2 separate regions of the Rattus norvegicus genome follow, and region 1 is linked to region 2. Evidence: chromatin contacts called from public Hi-C data. All regions are on one chromosome and are shown on one strand. Each heading gives the region's core, a stretch centred on a gene start, on an enhancer-like site or on the middle of the called end of the contact. The rest is flanking DNA. Distances are from core to core; before and after follow the strand shown. Region 1 overlaps Wdhd1 (WD repeat and HMG-box DNA binding protein 1). Region 2 holds the start of Gch1 (GTP cyclohydrolase 1).

Region 1 (3,492 bases), core at 136-2,635, 60 kb after region 2:
AAAATCAAATCATGTTAAGTCACACTTAAAAAAAGGAAAGGAAAGGAAAGACTGACAGGACTAGTGCAATTAAGTCTTCTGAGTGCACGATCTAATGCTTCTAAAATGCACACGTACAGCTAGAAAATGCGGACTATCTTATAATTAATGGTGTGCTGGTCTGATCAACAGTGTCCCTTAGAGGCTTAAGTGAGTGAAATAATGGTGCGTTCACAACTAGCAGCTTCGACTCAATGGGACAGGACACATTTCAGATGTAAAGTGCACAAGAACTAGTACAGCTGTTCAAAACCTACACGTAACTCTCCACTTTTTCTCCAGCTGCCACTCACCACAAGGCAGGGAATTTTAAAAAGTGAATTAAGACAAAAACCAGTTACTCTTTGCTCAGAACTGGACAACAAATGCTACTAAGCGAATGTGGATGGGAAAAAGAGACATGCTTAAAATTTCATGTGCAATACTGTCTGTGGCCTTCAACTACCAGAACAGATATACAACTTCTAAATTAACATTTGCACTTTCTATGTCTATAATATAAAATAAGGGTATTCTGGGGCAGGAGGGATGGCTCGGTGGTTAAGAATGAAGGGCTCTGGGAGGCACCAGCATAGCACACATGCCTCTGGCAGGCCTTGCCCCTCCCACTCCCTTCTGCCTTGCTAAACCATAGATTACATTCCTAAAGCTGGCCATCAAGGTCTATTCCCTTACTTAACTAGTCAAAGTACCGAATTCCAGCAACCAAAAGCCCTTTTGTCACCTAATTTACATGCCCAGCCAAAAACAAACCAAATCTTCCTAACAGGTTTCTCTTTTTCCTTTACAAACTGTCATTTGCCATCTGTGTCCCTTCTACCCAGAGGCACCCTTGTCCTTCCAGGGCAAATACCCTTCTCCCTTTCCCTTGTTCCTTTTCCTTCCCCCTTACCCTGTCTCCTGTTCCTTGTTCCTTGCCCCCTTGTCCCTCGTGAAGGAAATAAATCTTTGTGCTGAGAACTTGGTCTTAGGGAGTCCTGGGCCAACTCCAGTTCTTTCAAAGAAGATTTGCTGCTCTTGGAGAGGGCCTAGGTTCTATTCCCAACACCACACAAAGGCTCCTCACTGTCCAGAGCTCCACTTAATACCCTCTTCTGGCCTCCGTTAACATCTTACAAAGAACAGGAGGAGGTGAGAGGAACATTATTCATTTAATGCATCGTAGAAAATACTCGCCTTTGTCTTTGGTTTGAACTGACAACCCAGCACATGACAACTCGAGCTCAGAGTAAGTTCTTAGTACTCTAAGGGACAGAAGAGCTCTTATGACTCACGGTGCAGGAGCATTTTGTAATTTACGCTCCTGCCCTATGAGGAAGAAGCTCTATATCTTCAGCACAGCCTCCTCAGGACTGCTATTACTCTAGAAGAAGCACTTTTAAGCAAAGTGGAACTCTGACTCAGAGGGCAGCATGGTTCTTGCAGTGGCTAGAATGAATTAGCGGTCACTTCCCTCAAAGGTCAACAATGGAATTACATTCCTTTCAATAAACAAAAACCTGAAAACAGGACAACAACCCTTAAGAGACTCCGCTTCAAAGAGAAATGTAGTGAAGAAGCCAGGGCAGCAAACCTAGCCACTGGTGCTGACAAAAGGCTGGGAAATTGGGAAGCCTAAGAACGGTCTTAAAAGTGTCCAACCCTGGAGATCTACAACAGCCATACCTAAACCCTGTGGCGTAGATGAGTAAGAGTCACAACAGTGGCTGTCACACTTGCATCAGCTAGAGCCCGGTGGTGGGCACGACGCCAGAAAAGCTTACTCTCCCACCTGCAGCCTTAGCTGTAGGGAAATAGTTCAAATATTTTAACTGTAACAGCAAAACTGTGATAGAAATTTTAAGGGGAAAAAAAAGCTGTGTATCCTAGAAGGTAGAATTTAGTCTTTCTTTTCTTTTTCTTTTTCTTTTTTTTTCAGAGCTGGGGACTGAACCCAGGACCTTGCGCTTGCTAGGCAAGCGCTCTACCACTGAGCCAAATCCCCAACCCCTGAATTTAGTCTTTACTTACATATATTTAAGGAATTCTACCTAAGGCTGGGATGGTGCCGCACGCCTTTACTCATCACAACGCAGAGGCAGGCAGACATCTGAGTTGGAGGCCAGCCTGGTTTACAGAGCAAGTTCCAGGACAGCCCGGGCTACATACAGAAAACTTGTCTCAAAAGAAAAAAATTTTTTCTCAACCTAAGAAAATAATTAAACTTTAACTTTGCAACATATTTTACTCACCGCAAGCATCTTCATTAAGAGTTCCTGCTGCTCTTTTACTGCCTGTTTTTTAATGCTCTCCTCATAATCATAACCATTTTCAGCCAAGTAATCAAGGTAGTTGTGAAACAGAACCGAATGCCAAAATTGTTCCTGGAAAATGGATAGAAGTACACAAGACTGAACATTGCCTAATACTGGACAAGTGTTAGGTGAACATTAAGGTGCCAACTTTAAATTATTTTCTGAAACCCTCCCTTCTATATGATCTTACTTACAATCCAAATCTCAATGTGCTACAATGGCTTGGCTTTATGTTCTAGCCTTTAAAAAGAGGTGTGTATGTGTATAGCATTTTTGTTTCCTATATGATCAGCCCTCAGAGAACGTCGTAAACCAGTTCTGAAGACGATCTGCTTCCTACCTAACATAACTAACTGCAAGGTTTCAAATGCCTTTTAAAAGCAGAGCTGGGTGCAGAAGTAGGATGAGTTTATGGTCAGTATGGAGGGCTTACCTGATCCTACCAGGGAAGGTCTACCCCTGGTGAGGGCCTCCCAGTCAAAACCATCTCCTCTGCAGTCAGCCCTGGAAGCTGTGACAGCTTTGTGATCAAAGGGTCCTACTGCATTATTGAATCATAAGTGTAGTAATGTCCAACACTGACTGTGTGATGATCTAAAATCTTCTGTGTAACAAGTATTTACTACAAAATTTACAGTATTAAGGCATCCACGTACCTCCATTTGGCCTTTCTCTGTTGAAGTCTGACAATAAGGAAGTTTAAAAGGTAATATTGCTACAGCAGGTCGTGGAAGGGTGGGAGGAAACCGAGAACCTTTACAAGGGATGCACCTGTCAGTTTAAAAAACACAAAGTTCCATGCTAAAGACTTTACAACATCACAAAAAGTGCTAAAAACTTTACAAAAATTATGGACTATGAACAGTAATACTATTCTAATAGGCCTTTGGGTTTGAAACTTTTTATAAAAACCAATCCTAGGGGTTGGGGATTTAGCTCAGTGTTGAGCGCTTGCCTAGGAAGCGCAAGGCCCTGGGTTCGGTCCCCAGCTCCAAAAAAAAAAAAAAAAAAAAAAACCAATCCTACTAATGTTAAATGCTCACCAGAGAAATGAAAAGGCAGCCATACCCACAAACGCTGTTCACATGATATGTGCCCCTTTGTCATGAGATGTGAACCTTTCCTATACTGTGTGATAATACACTTTGTGAGCCAGCTG
Region 2 (3,247 bases), core at 349-2,848:
CCTTTGGGGCCCCGCCCTTCTCAGGCTCTGATCTCCCACCCTTCCTTTGAGGTGGGGGAAGGCTGGGCAGAAATAATGTTCTTTCAAGGACGGGTTCTCAGTCTCTCAATGCCTTCAGGAAGATGACAGGAACAGACAGGATTACCACCTTTCAAAACAGTACCACCTTTCAAAACAGTACCTTTGTTTCCGTTTTTTTTGTTTGTTTGTTTGTTTTTGGGTTTTTTTTTTTTTTTGAGTAGTGGTGGAGGCAAAGAAACATGTCACAGAGATGCCCAGACGTAAACTGGAAATAAGGCCGCTGAACTCAGCCAAAGGAACCAGAAGCTTCTCCTTTTAAAATAAAAGCCAACACTGCTTTACCAAATAGGCAGCAAGGCCCTCGTCATTTTCCACTTCCTCTTCACCCAGCCTCTGTACCCACAACTCCTCATCACTGACTGGAAAAGACTTGCTGCCAGCAGGCTCGGACACGGCTGATTTTAGAGGGGGGAGGGGGCACGCAAGCATGGAATCCCGGGTCCAGAGAGCAGCAACCCTCGGAGTAGCAGCAGGTGATCCCTTTATTTCTTTTGGGGGAATAAAGCAGTAAAGACTTTCAGCAATTCTAGCTCAAGAAAGTCCACACCTCAAACTGTGTGTAAATCTGAATCCAGAATTATGTCAAATTTTGGTCGAGTCCTAAACTTGAATTAATCAGATGGGAATTCCAACTCTCCGAAGAAGTCCTCCGCCCCATTACGAGTAACTAACTTTACCAGGCTTACTGGGTGTAACGGAAACCTGGCTTCACCCAAAAAGCGCCTTCAACCAGTGTCCACCGGATCCTTAACGTGGGGAAGGTGGGTGCTGCACGTGCCTCATCGCACCCTGGGCGCGGGGGTGAGAGGGTCCCACATTCCCTCCCACCCGGGAGTTCACTGTCAGTGGCTATGCACTCGCAGGTCACCCTCCCCAGAGCCCTGAGTGCCAGCCACACGACCCAGGAAGGGCCCTCGCCTCGGCCAGGTGGAGGCTCCGGGGCCACAGAAGAGGCTGGGACGTGACAGCTCGGCTCGGTGCGCCAAAAGTGAAGCAACTCGGGAAAGTTCCCGGAGCTGCCCCTGCTTCCTGAACCAGCCTCCCGCGCCTCACACACCCCGGCGCACGTACCGACCTGAGATGGTCTCCTGGTATCCCTTGGTGAAGAACTGCATGGCGGTGGCCGCCCTCCAGGGCGTCTTGAGCAGCCCCTGCCGCTGGGGGTCCTCGCCTAGCGAGCGCAGGATGGACGAGTAAGCGGCCGCCAGGTTGGGGAGGTTCAGCTCGTTATCCTCCTCGCTGCGGGGCCGCCCTGCCTTCCAGGCGTCGGCTGGCTGTGCGCCCTTGGCCTCGGGCGGCCGGGACTTCTCGGCAGGTCGGCTGGCCCCGGGCCGCGGCAGCTCCCGCTCGGGGAACCCATTGGTGCACCTTACACCCCGCGGCTTCTCCATGGACCCGGCGCGATTGCTCCCGAGACACCCTAAGGTGCTACCAAGCGCTGCGGCTCGGCTTAGCCGGCGGCCGTGACCTGTGGCTGTCACCGGGACAGGAGTTCAGCACCGAATGAGGTTCGAAGTCTAGGGCAAGCCGCCAGCTGGGGAGCCCCGCCGCGCCTCTCTTTTTATGGCGGGGCGACTCTGCCGGCACCGCGAGGCGTTCTCATTGGCCCGAGCCTCTTGCGTCAAGGCGCTCGCCCCTCCCCTCCGCCCCGCCCTCCTGGAGGGCCCCTAAACCCCGCAGTTGCACAAGACAACCCTCAGGTTGGACCCCCTCGGTTTATGAAGGGAAGGACAGAGTCTGCAAAAAGATAAGAATCCGGGGAGCTAGAACCTCCAAGATAGAGACACCCGTTCCCCCTCACTTTCCACGGGGAAAAGGGGGCGTGTTCGCAAAAAAAAAAAAAAAATGTGGTCTAGTTGCCCTGAGAAAGATGAGCTAACAGGTGACCTTGCTGGGGCAGGCAGGGTGGAGCAAGTAAACTGGTGATAAGCAGCCTTAAGCTCCTTTAAAAATATTTTTTTTTCTTTTTAGGGTCTCCCCCCACCGCCGAGGTCACAAGTAACCCCATTTCTGCTTTCCTTCTCCTCTCTGAAAACCTTCCCGTATAACTCCTCCCTCCTTGCTCTCTTTCAAATTCACAGTCTCTGGGTTTTTTTTTTTTTTTTTTTTTTTTGGTTTTTTGTTTGTTTGTTTGTTTTTTGGTTCTTTTTTTTTTTTCGGAGCTGGGGACCGAACCCAGGGCCTTGCACTTCCTAGGCAAGTGCTCTACCACAGAGCTAAATCCCCAACCCCACAGTCTCTGTTTTTAATAGTCGTTATATATGTATGTGTGTTTCTAAGTATGTAAATACAACCCGCTCAGGATGTATAATGTCACTTGTGTGTTTATGTTTTCAGGGCTAACCTAGTATTGGTGTTCTCTTTCCTGGGGAAGACTACCCCAGTCTAAGCATTCCTTGGTCACCCGTGGATCTTTGTCTAGGGTTAGACCTCATGAGTCATTGTTCCATTCACCCCCCCCCAACCCCACCCCATCCATATATACACCTGATTGGAGTCATTCTTTTGTTGCGTTTTGTTTTACTTTTTGAGACAAAGTCTCGTGGGACAGCTCCGTCTGGCCTGGAATTCACTACGTTGACCACCAGGAAGGCCTTTGATTCAAGGGATCTGCCTGCCTCATACTTCCAAACAATGGGATTAAAAGCATCTGCCCTGGGGTTGGGGATTTAGCTCAGTGGTAGAGCGCTTGCCTAGCAAGCGCAAGGCCCTGGGTTCGGTCCCCAGCTCCGAAAAAAAGAAAAGGAAAAAAAAAAAAAAAGCATCTGCCCTGCCCCCCCCTCTCTCTCTCCCCCTCCCTCCCTCCCTCCCTCCCCCCTCTCTCTCCCTCGCTCCCTCCCCCTCCCTCCCTCCCCCCCCTCTCTCTCATGCTTTTAAGGCTAGAGAGGTTGTGACTTGAAATGTGTTCAATTGCTTAAAATGTATACAACACGCCTGCCCCTCTAAGAAAACCCTCTGGCCTCTATCAAATTACAGTAAATGGCACTCACGGGGGTCCCCTATGCCTAGGAAGATAATAATCTTTGTAAGCTGCCAGATCTCTGCTCTGTGGTTTTTAACCTGCCCTGACCTTATCTTTCACAACATCTAGGGGAAGTTTGTTTTCTTTCATTACCTCGAATTTGGTGATCAGTAAGAGGACTAGGGCAGCTAGCTACACCCTCTA

What was found. Hi-C and Micro-C count contacts between places; a contact is called where the count stands out from the background.
Region 1: a contact with region 2 is called in a Hi-C map of the A7r5 cell line, with 2.0 times the contacts expected there. The contact joins the enhancer-like site here to the promoter of Gch1 in region 2. A contact is called at or near these places in 3 of 12 Hi-C or Micro-C datasets (the A7r5 cell line, the Rat2 cell line and Schwann cells).

Annotation. Positions count from the first base shown.
Region 1 is chr15:22,976,181-22,979,672 of GRCr8, forward strand. It overlaps Wdhd1 (WD repeat and HMG-box DNA binding protein 1), which reads right to left. Exons shown (of 25, transcript NM_001107255.1): 16 at 2,990-3,104; 17 at 2,271-2,402. Among named protein-coding and RNA genes, the nearest start is that of Wdhd1, 25 kb to the right of the region's middle. Within about 2 kb of position 1,386, at least 6 of the 93 cell types and tissues checked have an H3K27ac peak or open chromatin away from gene starts, as enhancers often do. A contact at or near this core is called in the A7r5 cell line, where this site is marked.
Region 2 is chr15:22,915,814-22,919,060 of GRCr8, forward strand. Gch1 (GTP cyclohydrolase 1) reads right to left here and starts at 1,599. Exons shown (of 6, transcript NM_024356.1): 1 at 1,157-1,599. The coding sequence starts at 1,472.